Linked DNA regions of Mus musculus: region 1 is linked to region 2. A link is a contact called in public HiChIP or PLAC-seq data. All regions are on one chromosome and are shown on one strand. The core of a region is the stretch at or near the end of the contact, and the rest is flanking DNA. Distances in the headings are between cores, read along the strand shown. Region 1 has its middle 61 kb from the start of Gm36839. Region 2 overlaps Slc22a23 (solute carrier family 22, member 23).

Region 1 (2,700 bases), core at 54-2,553, 570 kb after region 2:
CTGAGATAATTTGGCTTTAGTCAAAAACATTTTACATCTTTATAATCTTGAACTTTACTTATTTGGCCAAGTCAGCTCAGTCAGTCAACAGGTTCTCCAGCACAAGAGTGAGGATTAAAAAGAAAAAAGACAATTAGATAACATTGTAGCCTGACCCCAGCCAGTTCTGAGGCTGAGGCAGGTTTATTTTTTCCCAATCTGCTTTTATAACATTTTAATTACATGCAAGTAATAAGGGCAAATAAACACAAATAGTCAAGGAACAAGCAAGGCAATAAGCAAAGTCCCATGGCCACTGTTTTAGAGGGCATATCAGGATGACCAAGATATCTGAGCCGCCTACTTCCCTGTCCTAGCCCAAAGTCATATTCATGCCTGAAGTCTACTTCTTTTGCTCCACCCTAAAATTAAGATTCCTGCCTCAACTTACTTCCTTGTCCTTGGTCAATGTCAGATTCCTGCCAAGCAGCCCCCAAAGCTCTGCACATTTATTTGGCCTTTCTAGGTGTTCTCTCTCTCTTTCTCCCTCCCCCCACCTCTCTCTCTCTCTCTCTCTCTCTCTCTCTCTTTCTCTCTCTTTCTCTCTCTCTCTCTTTCACACACACACACACACACACACACACACACACACTATATTGTGTGTTTCTTTCTTCTGGGAATTTCACAGAGGTAATGGGGGGGGGGGAGCCTGATAATTTCCAAAGGAAGCTGGTGACTTTTCTCCTGACTTCCAGGTTTTGCCTAGGTATAGGATGAGATAACAACCCCGATATCTGGTTTCCACTGACTGTGGAGATATCTGTGAGTCTCAGCTGAGCAGTCAAGAGGGGACCTGGGCAGCCATCTAGATGCAAGGAATCATTCTTGGACTCACTCAAAGATTTTATGGGCCAAGCTTTCTCATCAAAAGAGCAGCGGCCCGGTGGCACTATGGCAATGTTATCAGGATCTCCAGACATCAGGAGACACCTCAGACTGTCTGAGTAGCTAAGTTTCTAGAAGGAGCTGTCAGCAATTTCTGGCAAAAGTCCACATGGCTGGACAAACTCACCAGCTTTCTAGATTAGCTTGCAGAGTGTTCAGGGCTGGGTGCGACAACACACTTAACTCCCTACCTGGTTCCCAGGGATGAAGGCAACGTTTTCTTTTGCACATTCCTCTTTCCATTTACAAAGAGCCCGTGCACAGGGAAGGAATGAACGTGGAGATCTGCGGATTTGCACTGGGACCAGGGCAGGGGGAGGGGAGCCTAATCCCGGGACCAGCTGCCACTGAAAGGCTGTGTGCAGCAGCGCTGGGGAGCATGCAGACGTCTTTGTTGGCCAGGCAAAGCTGGGAAAATGATTTGATTGAGCCCCGCTGCTGAAGGCTCCGGGAGAAAGCTGGCATTCTTTTTCCTGTTTCAAGGGGGAGGGGGGAACAAATCCATTAAGCAAATGATGCAAGGTTCAGCTCCCACACACTGGCTAAACAGTCACAGGACAGTGGTTTAGAAGCGGCCTTAGGCTTGGCTCCCGAGCCACTTTGACTCCTCATTAATTGGCATTGCCCAAGTGTGGACAAACAGTCCCATAAATAACACACGGATAGCCAGTAGCTAACGGCTACCCTGTCTGTTGTGTGTCGTCTCTACTCTCTTCCTCCCTCCCTCCAGCTTTCAGGAAATGACTTCTTGTCATTCTGGCGGGTCTCTTTTCAAGCAGACTGAGGCTGAGAAGTGAAGCCAATCATTTTCAGCATACATTCCACCGAGCAACACCAGGAAGCTGTTGCTTTGGGGAATGAGGCAGAATACGTCCCACCAGAGCCCAATGAGCAGGCCTCTGTGCCCTGGTCATACTGTGTTTTTCATTCAAAGCCAGTGGCTTCTGAGAGTCTTGACTCAGAAGATCACAGAGCAACATGTGAGCTGGGTGTTTTCTCTTTGTGTGAGGGATGCCTCAGAGGCTGCCGTAGACACTGCCTTAGAGATGTGGCCTCTTGAACAAGGCTGTGCAGGTGAACACAAAGCAGCTGCTCCTCAGGGTAGTATCCTTTTTTTTTTCTTCTGGGAAACATGAGGCATAGCCCTGCCCAACAGTCCTTGAATCTCCATGGATCCCTGTAAGACGAGGGCTGTGAAGATGTTGGGCCTAAGCACATACTTTACTTCCTGGAGTAGGAAAACAACTTCTTTTAATTCTTTTTCCTCTACCACAGGTATTTGACAAGTTCAAAAGTCATTATCTTGGCCATTTGTGTGTGTGTGTGTGTGTGTATATATATATACACATATATATGTATATATATGTATATATATATAATTTGCAGTGGAACTTCCATGCTGACACCACAGAAATCCAGTATCTCATCCACACAGAGGCTCTTCCTTTGATCAGTGTATAATAACCACATCCAGGAGTCTTGGGTGCACAGCTCTGGCCACACTGTGCACAGGCTGAGTCCTCTGAGCCATTGTCTCCATATCTGTAATGTGAGAGACCTGAAACTCATAACTCAGAGAAAGCAACAGGAAAAGAAAAAAGTGTTTCTAAACAGCATGAAGTTGAGCATGGTGGGATAGAGCTGCTGACTTAGAGTTCTCTCTGTTCCCGTAAGTAGCCCTTATAAACTCATTGCTTCCCCAAGGGTGAGCTTGCTGGTATTGCTGTTTTAGGCTGGTGTAGACTTCCCAATTACTCTGTCATCACTGTGCTCTGG
Region 2 (2,700 bases), core at 94-2,593:
AGGAAACGACCCCTGCCCCCTGCCCCCTGCCCTGTTTTTGTACAATTCATGGCCAGCTTGGCGCTAAGAATGACATGACACTTTTAAAGGGCTGTGAAGCTTGTATGGAATTAAGATTTTAGCCCTCACAAACAATGCTTTGTTAGAACGAACACAGCTTTTAGCTTCATTCCAGACTGTCCCGGCTGCTATTGCATCTGAACAGCAGTGCATGTGAGAAGATGAGGCGGGAGGATTTGAATTTAAGGTCATTCTGGGCTATAAGGAAGGGAGTTACTGAGCTGCGGTAGCAGGCTCCCCACAGCTGCAATGTTTCTGTTCTAGCCTTTTATAGAGGTGACAACACCTGCCCCAAAGGCTGTGGAATGGACCATCTGACCAATTTGTAAAACAGGATTCAGAATGGGGTGTTCTTGTCATGTGCTTCAGACTTCTGTCAGAAAAGTCAGTAATGTTATTTTTAGAAACGCAAACAGTGGTTTTGTTAAAAGACATGACTCCCAGAAAAAAGGACGCCCCAAACCACATCAGAGACGGCCCAAATGGAACATGGGGGCAGCAAGGGAGAAGGCAAGAAGACCCCCCTGTCTGTACTGAGAGGGGGAACAATCTAGGACCATCAAAGAGCATTTTAATTTTTAATGCTGTTCTCCTTTTGAGGCATTTAATTTGTGGCGGGAGAGAAAGATGTGTTCTCTAAAACCATCCCTTTTTAAATTTACCAACTGATGGCTGGGAGCCTGCATTTTCGCTACCAGAAGTAACGCCAGGCTGGGCGATTTGAACACTGTCCATTTAAAATTCAAGAAAGCAGCGTCAGATGAAAAGTACCCTCGGAATGCCTGCAGACAAAGGCCTCATAAAAGGCTAATGCTATTTGTCTAGAATTACAGGAAAGAAAGTGAGGGCTGGAGAGGCCCTCTAGCCCCAGCCTTTGTAAGGCCCCCTTGATGGAAAAGAAAGCTCCCCATTAGCATTCTAGTCGGGGCTCTTTGTCCAGTGTAATCTGAGGACTGTGGAAAGAAAGCGCCTGGTGATTTAACCTCCTTGGGTGGAAAAAGAAGAGAGGGGGGGAAGGGGAAAGGGAATCTCGTGTTATCCACTAGTGTTGGCAGAAAGGCACATGCCATGATTTTATGGGGCTGGGGTGATGAGCTGGGCACCCCAGGGCTGTGTCCAGAGAATGCCAGGCTGTGCACAGCACTAGGCCGACAAAAACCCAGCGTATAGGCACAGAGTCTGGATGAAAGGCCCTTTCTGTCATTCCCTAGCCCTCCTCCCTCCCTGCTGCTCTGGAAACCTCTCTAGCCTTCACCCTTTTTGGCTCTGCCTCAGATGGGCGCACTTCAGGAGCCACAGTGGATCTCCTCCCTGTCTCCTCCCTACCCGACACCATGCCAAGAAAGCCAGAGGGCCTTACGGATGCCACATTCCTACTACTTGTCACCGATACGGTCACCAAGGAGACTTGTTGCTTCCCTGGGGATAACCAGGAGACGCAGGTTGTAACACATTTGTGACAGAGATGCATGTCCCTAGATGAGCAGGATGGAAGGAAATGATGTCAAGGCCTGGGCCACACAGTATAGATGGTAGAAGCATCTTGAGGATGCCAGAGAGCCTCCTGTGGACAAGCCAAGCAGGGCAAGAGAGAACAATGCCCAAGGGACATAGTGGCCCGAAGCCCAACTGGCAAAACTGCTCCTCTCTGTAATTAGAGTCAAGGTCGAAGTACCCTGTTGTCTCCCTTCTATAGAGTCTAGGAATCCCAGGCACATCAGAACAGGAGGACACAAGAGAACAGTGAGGAAAAGAGGAGCTTGTCCTACAGAAGTGCAACCCTTGAATACAGGTCCTCATGTGGTGATGGCCCCCGACCATAACATTATTTTCATTGCTACTTTATAAATGCAATTTGACTGCTGTTAAGAGCTGTAATGTAAATGTACTTTTGGAGATAGAGGGCTGTCAAAGGGCTTGTGACCCACAGCTAGAGAACCACCGTTCTAGAAGACACATAAAGTCTCTTGTCCTGATACTGACTGGGGAATCTGCACACACACACAGATACATAAGGGCACACATGAAATACATAAATATAAATACAAACATGGTTTAGGAGTGCACACGAACACACACATATACAGAGAATGAGAGGGTGAGAGAGAGTGTGTGTGTGTGTGTGTGTGTGTGTGTGTACCCTGAGTCTCAGCTGCTCTGGTATGTTTACTAAGGACACCTGCTTTAAAGGTTCAATTTCTCCAAGCTTCATGATCTCCACCTTACTCTCATTTTCCCATCTGACAATCAGGAACTTGTTATTTGGGACTCACCTGGCTCATGGGAAACGGAACCATGAGAGTCTATAAGTCATGTTCTTACCTCCTATGAAAATGTCCAGACTTCTTTAGTGCCCGAGACTTAGTGTGACTTACCGGTGTTCAAAAATAAAAAAGGGATTGCAAACTGACCTTAATCCAAGTGTGGGATTTTTGCCAAGAAGGAAAAACACACAATGAAACAGCTAGAGCAGCAGGTGGGAATACCTCCATATGACATCTGCATAAATGTGTGTGTGTGTGTGGGGGGGTTGCACACATCTGGAAGGGGATCAGATGGCTGTAACATTTCCATTACATCTGAGAGCCTGTCTCACAGACCCAAGAACCTTCCTGTCATTCACAGACCCTCTGGCTATCA

What was found. HiChIP or PLAC-seq counts read pairs in DNA pulled down with a chosen protein or histone mark.
Region 1: an H3K27ac HiChIP or PLAC-seq map of stem cell-derived neural progenitor cells shows a contact between it and region 2, with 2.4 times the contacts expected there. The contact joins two enhancer-like sites. A contact is called at or near these places in 1 of 115 datasets of contacts at active chromatin or transcription factors (stem cell-derived neural progenitor cells) and 1 of 9 other capture datasets (embryonic tail).

The regions. Positions count from the first base shown.
Region 1 is chr13:34,813,353-34,816,052 of GRCm38.p6, forward strand. No RefSeq gene overlaps it. Among named protein-coding and RNA genes, the nearest start is that of Gm36839, 61 kb to the right of the region's middle. Within about 2 kb of position 1,304, at least 102 of the 459 cell types and tissues checked have an H3K27ac peak or open chromatin away from gene starts, as enhancers often do. A contact at or near this core is called in stem cell-derived neural progenitor cells, where this site is marked.
Region 2 is chr13:34,248,133-34,250,832 of GRCm38.p6, forward strand. All of the region lies in intron 3 of Slc22a23 (solute carrier family 22, member 23), which reads right to left. Among named protein-coding and RNA genes, the nearest start is that of Gm52037, 52 kb to the left of the region's middle. Within about 2 kb of position 1,344, at least 118 of the 459 cell types and tissues checked have an H3K27ac peak or open chromatin away from gene starts, as enhancers often do. A contact at or near this core is called in stem cell-derived neural progenitor cells, where this site is marked.